2 separate regions of the Ovis aries genome follow, and region 1 is linked to region 2. A link is a contact called in public Hi-C data. All regions are on one chromosome and are shown on one strand. The core of a region is the stretch at or near the end of the contact, and the rest is flanking DNA. Distances in the headings are between cores, read along the strand shown. Region 1 holds the start of RBKS (ribokinase). Region 2 overlaps SLC4A1AP (solute carrier family 4 member 1 adaptor protein).

Region 1 (2,844 bases), core at 16-2,515, 170 kb after region 2:
TTTGCTAGTCCCAAGGTCTTTTTATTTCCAGGTTCTCAGCTGTCCTTTGAAAAGGCAAGGTGTCAGGACAGATAAGGTCTTACTGTAGTGTGATCATTTTTTATTTTTATAATATAAAAACAGCAGTATATCTGAAAAGCCACTCACCAAAAAATTAAACTCAAGCAATCTAAATGGTAGGATTTTCTTGGAACATTTTTTTTCTTTAAAATAAACATACATTACTTTTACAATCAAAAAGGCGATTTCATTAAAAAAAAGATATCTTGGAACGATCTCTCCATTCAGTCTCACTGCCCTAACTCAGCTATTTTCATCTAGCATATTTTGTTTATTCAATGACTTTAAAATGGTTGTATATACTGGATTTTTAATTTGATTCACATTTGGCTTGCCACAGGTAACCTATGGTTACTCTAATACTGAAAAATAATCTGTAAATATGATATGCAAGCAAGCTGACAATCAATATGGTGAAAGATGACCGCCTAAAATTTTGTCTTAGGCTCCACCCATTTTCTACACATTCACACGTATAATACCCAACCTGGATAGTATTACAGCTCAAAACAGTTTTCTCCATTTAGTGTGCAAAACAACCGTGTTAAGTGGGCACATTCTCGGAGGTAAAATGACTTGGCCAAAGTCACTCGGCTAGCCAGGAAATAGGTTTAGCAGCCTAGTCAAGAAAACAGGACCAGATCTCTAGAGGCGCTGCTAGTTAAACGAGAGCTGTCACTACAGGCTGGCCTTTATGTTCCCTCATCTGACAATGACCTTTACAAACTCAAACTTCCCTCTTCTACCCTATGGAGGCACGCGAGGCGGGCTGGGGAAATCTGTGGGTTAGTCGCTCAGTTGTGTCCGAGTCTTTTGTGCCCCCATAGAATGTAGCTCGCCAGGCTCCTCTGTCCATGGAATTCTCCAGGCAAGAATACTGGAGTGGGTAGCCATTCCCTTCTCGTGGGGAATCTTCCCGGTCCAGGGATCGAATCCGGGTCTCCCGCACTGCGGGCAGATTCTTTACAGACTGAGTAGCTCACATCCAAAGTCAACACTCCATCCCCAAAGCCCTAGTTCCAAGGCAGAGAGAAGAGAGCGCTGGAGGCGCAGCCTCTGCGCGCTGGTCCCGAACTAACCTGACCAGGTCGGTCATGCAGGAGCCCACCACCACCACCGCCGCCGCCGCCTCCGCCACCTCCTCCTGCCACTGCCTCCCAGAGTCCCCAGACGCGGCCATTGCTCAAAGTCGGCAGTGTCCAACCTGGAGGCTGCCCTTTAACCTTTGCCCCACCCCGTAACCAGAGACGCCGCTCACACGTTCCCTAACGACGCGGGCCTTCCGGACGCCCGGGTGGGTCGCCCACCTGGATGCCCGAAATAACCCCATGCACCAACTGCCCCCAGTTTTTCCAGAAATTGTCTTCCTGCACAGTCTCTCGTAGTAGAGCCATCCTACGAGTTCCAGACTCCGCGCAGCTCGCCACGCACGAGGTAGGCGCGGAGGTAGGAACTTTCAGGCACTCGGGGGACGCCCTTCCGAGCGCCAGGCCTGGCGCGGCCGGGGACGCGCACGCCGCCCAGCTCCAGGGCCGCCGAGGGGGCGGGGCGGGGCGGGACGTCCGGGGACGCGCACGCATCCGGCCCGCGGTGCGCGCGCAGGTTGGTGCGTCGGTCGGGGGCGCGCTCGGGTAACCTGTACCCCACGTAGTCGCCGGTTACCGATCCGACTTAAGTTCCAGGTACCTGGACTGGGGCTGGTGCGGGGAGGTTGGATCCCGAGTTGCACAGGTGGCTATGAGGACCGTGGTTTTACATATGCCCAGGGCTCTCCTTCTCTTCCTATAGAGAAGGCCCCTGTCCCAAAGATGCCCTACTCATTCCCGTCACGCTAGTCCCCTCAAGAACGAGCCCCCAAGGCCAGAGGCTGACCTGTCTCCACACCTAGCCCGCCCCCTGGTTCCTGATTAAGCTCAAGACTCTTTGCTTTTTCCTGCCTGATTAGGGGATCATACAATTTGGGAGAAGTTGTCCCCTTTTAGAGCGGGGTGGTCATTCTTTGGGTTCGAGCTGATTGTTTTTCCTGAATGCTGCCCCTTGGAGAAATTACTTCCCCTGTGTACTTCCCTCGTGCGCCGTATGACGTCGACGTGACGCAGCAGGACGCCACCCCTTTCCGTTCCATGACGTAAGCTGGGCACGTGTTTCCGTGTTTGTCATCCCATCTTAATTGGGAGAAGGTAGACGATGCTTTAGACGTGTTTGTATTCCCCAGACTGCCCATCGAAGTACCTCATGTGACCCTATCTTGAGGCAGCAGAGCTCTGTAAAAATTGTATTTCTGCATTTCCTTCTGTATATTACACGTCAAAATCAGGAAATAGAAATTTCACAACTAGCTTTCAAGGGAAACGGGCCACAGTAAATTTTTGCCTATCTGGGATCGATTATTGTGCTTTGTTGTGTAAAAAATACTACTGGGAGATCATCCCCCATCTGTGTATCCTGCTCAGAAGCCAAAGAACTATCATTTTTAGCTATTCGGTGACCTCTGATTTTGGAGTCAGGTTTTTCCCCCCCCTCTCTCTCGTCTAGAGAAGTCACAGCAGCTGTGCTTGTAACATTTTAATGCTGCGTGAAATCTTGCACTGTCAAAAGATAGTATTATGGGTGCTCAGGAAACAAAGACAAATTCATTCCTTCAGGTGTCATTCTAAGGTCATGACAGTTGCTGAATTGGATGGGGTGTTGTCACCTTAAGTATAGTTTGGTTTCTGGAGCAGGTTTGTTCCCTCTAGCATTTTACCTAGTGAATCACTTAGGCCAGCTTCAGCAGTAGGCCAA
Region 2 (3,007 bases), core at 414-2,913:
TCCACAATCAGGATTCTGAAAGACTTCAGGGCACCAAGCTGGTTCAGGGCACCAGAGCCTTCCCAGGCCTAAGACCCAGTAGCAGCAAATTAGGGACACTGACAAGCTCCCCAAATCTCTTCCCAGCCTGTTATTTCTGGTGCTTTGTTTAACCTGGAGAAAGTCATTCTCCAGTCTTAATGCAAATATTCTATGGAGGAGTTTGCTGCTGCTGCTATCTGTCTTAAAGGTAAAAAGAGGAGCTATTATCACCTTTTGTCTAAGGAAACTGAGGCTCAGAAAATGAAGCAACTCGCTCAAAGGCATGCCAAGTTCATGGTGGAACCATAATTCCAGATTCTTTGCTTATTCCTTTTAGTTTTCAGTTGTTTATGTTTGTAAGGTTTGTGAGTTTCTCGAGCAAAGACTCCAGCTCATTTGTCTTTTTGTCTCTGTGTGCTGCTCCCTTAACCTTTAGGACTGTGAATGGGTGTGCTGTATAAGACTCTGTCCCTTAGGAGTTGGATTCTATGACGTCTCTTATCCCCTCTGTTTTAGTAATTCTGTGATTTGGAGGCACAGCCCTAACAACGACAGTGGTGGCCCTGAGTGATCCTACTGGCTGAACATTTCAACAAAGGCAGCCACTTGGCTGCCAGCCTGTGACAATCCATCATTAGTAATGCAGGGAGGGCGGAGGACAGTTGGACAGTTTCTCAAAGTGTGCACCAGCATCGCTGGCATTATGAAAGTTGACTTTGGGGGAGGAGAACGAACATGTTTAATTTTAGCAGTTGTGAATATAAATACATGCATTATTTATACATACATACACGTATGTAATGTTGCATAGAATGAGGTCAACTTTTAAGGTGAGTTTATTTAAAGAAGAACATTAAGTAACAATATGGTGGAATGAAACAGGTATACCAAGGAGTGAAATTCAAGGAACTATGGTGGGACTTCCCTGGTGGTCCAGTAGCTAAGACTGCGCTCCCAGGGCAGGGGGTCCAGGTTTGATCCCCGGTCAGGGAACTAGATCCCAGACTACAACTAAGATCCCACATGCCTCAGCTAAAAGATTCTGCCTGCTGCAATGAAGACTGAAGATCCCACATGCAGCAACTAAGACCTGGCGCAGCCAAATAAATACATTTTTTAAAAAAGAACTGTGATGAGGTGGGAAGATGCTGTAGTCACAAAACTATCTCATATTTGGCTCTGTGACCCTTAAGCCATGAAGCCCTAAGTTGCTGACCTTAAACAAGTCTTGGTTTTCTCATCTGTAAAGTCAGAGAAGAATTCTTGCCCTCCTTAACTCAAATGAGAACAAAGGAAAGCACAGTGAAGTCTGGAAAGTGTCCAGTGGTGCTGTATCACGATTCCCACTTGCACCCGGCTCTCCCTGGGACCTCCTCTTTACCACCACAGAGGGGGCCCCTCAACTAGCATCCGCTTCCCAGATCCCAAGGACTGAGTCCAGTTCTGCTTGTTGTTCACACCTGGGCCTGCCATTCTGAGGAGGAGGAGGAAGGAGGGGCTGGAGAAACCCTGGAATCAATCCGGGAACAAGTCCCAACACGTCACTGTTTGCTTTGTCATCCTGATTCAATGACCTCATACAAGGAGGGGAGGGAGCAGAAGGAGCTGTTCTCTCCCAGATACCTAAGGAGGCTTCTGACATCTCCTGTTTTCCTTGTCATGAGAAGAGCAGGCGCCAGGCTGCGATTTTTAAGGTCTAAGCTAATGCTGGAAGTGAAGGAGAACAGCACCTCCCATAATTGGCCAGACTCTGCTTCTTGGGGAGCTGCCTGGAGCAGAGGGGCAAAGGTGGCTGCAATGGGCATCGGAATCCAGGCTGTTGCCCTACTCCCCGGAGGGGTCGAGAATACACAGCCTTGTCCCCGGGTTCTAAGCAATCTCAGCGCTACTTGGGTGAACCCTAAGGATTGGCAGTTAGCTGTCCCTGAGGCTAGGACAGCTCCTGGACTGGTTATTCATCTGGTCCCCAAGGGGCAGCCACTAGAGTTGACAGAGGCTTCAGTGACCCCAGTGTCATCATCCTTATATACCCTGCACCTTCACGTACAGTATCCAGTGAATACTTTCTGAGCATCTACTGTGTACCAGGCCTTTTGGGGAAATGAAACAGCTGTGTGTATCAAAAGGCTACACAGGACCTTAGACTCACCTTCTCACCATGGAGATTGCTGTTGTTGTCCTTACCATCTTCTCTGGTGGCTCAGACAGTAAAAGTCTACCTGCAATATAGGAGACCCAGGTTTGATCCCTGCATCGGGAAGACCTCCTGGAGAAAGGAAACGCAACCCGTTCCAGTATTTTCGCCTGGAGAATTCCACGATGGAGAAGCCTGGTGGGCTATAGTCCATGGGGTTGAAAAGAGTCAGACACGACTGAGTGACTAACACACACACACACACACCAATCTCTTCTGCTACCCTGAACTTAATTAATATTTAAAAGAATTATCTTGTCAGCCAAACAAACTGCATTTGTAAGGTGTTCATTTCCAAGTTTTTTGTAATCAGACATTTATGTAACTGCAAATAAGTGCTTCTGATCAACACAAGATAATAACATTATGACACTGAGTATCTAGTCACACAAAAGCAAAGAGATTCAGCATTTTTGCTATCCTGTTTATCCTGGTTGGGCTTTTTAAAACTTGAAAAGTAGCTGGAAGTCCACCTGGGGAATCAGTTCAAGGTTTTTGAGGCAGTGACATCTCAGCTGGGTTTAGAAAGATAAGCAAGCTTTCACAAGCAGGAAGAAAGAGATCCCTGCAGGCAGAGGGTACAGAGCAATCCAGGTGCTGGGCCCAGCAGCTCCATCCCTGGGCTGGTCAAGGGGATCAAGCTGTGGCTTGAACTCAGTGGGGGGAAAGCTGTGGTTTGGGATGAAGCTGATGAGGGTGGAGATGGGAACCAGGGATCTTACAGTTGAGTCTAGTCATGTGATAGTCCTGGAGAAACCGAGGCAGGAAATACCACTGGAGTCCCTTTGGTTC

The links. Hi-C and Micro-C count contacts between places; a contact is called where the count stands out from the background.
Region 1: a Hi-C map of liver shows a contact between it and region 2, with 2.6 times the contacts expected there. The contact joins the promoter of RBKS here to the enhancer-like site in region 2. A contact is called at or near these places in 6 of 16 Hi-C or Micro-C datasets (hypothalamus, liver, muscle and 3 more).

What each region holds. Positions count from the first base shown.
Region 1 is chr3:34,888,473-34,891,316 of ARS-UI_Ramb_v3.0, forward strand. RBKS (ribokinase) reads right to left here and starts at 1,266. Exons shown (of 8, transcript XM_027966632.3): 1 at 1,140-1,266. The coding sequence starts at 1,240. All of the region lies in intron 1 of BABAM2 (BRISC and BRCA1 A complex member 2), which reads left to right.
Region 2 is chr3:34,716,563-34,719,569 of ARS-UI_Ramb_v3.0, forward strand. The region is part of intron 13 of SLC4A1AP (solute carrier family 4 member 1 adaptor protein); the gene reads left to right. Among named protein-coding and RNA genes, the nearest start is that of SLC4A1AP, 31 kb to the left of the region's middle. Within about 2 kb of position 1,664, at least 19 of the 54 cell types and tissues checked have an H3K27ac peak or open chromatin away from gene starts, as enhancers often do. A contact at or near this core is called in liver and tail adipose tissue, where this site is marked.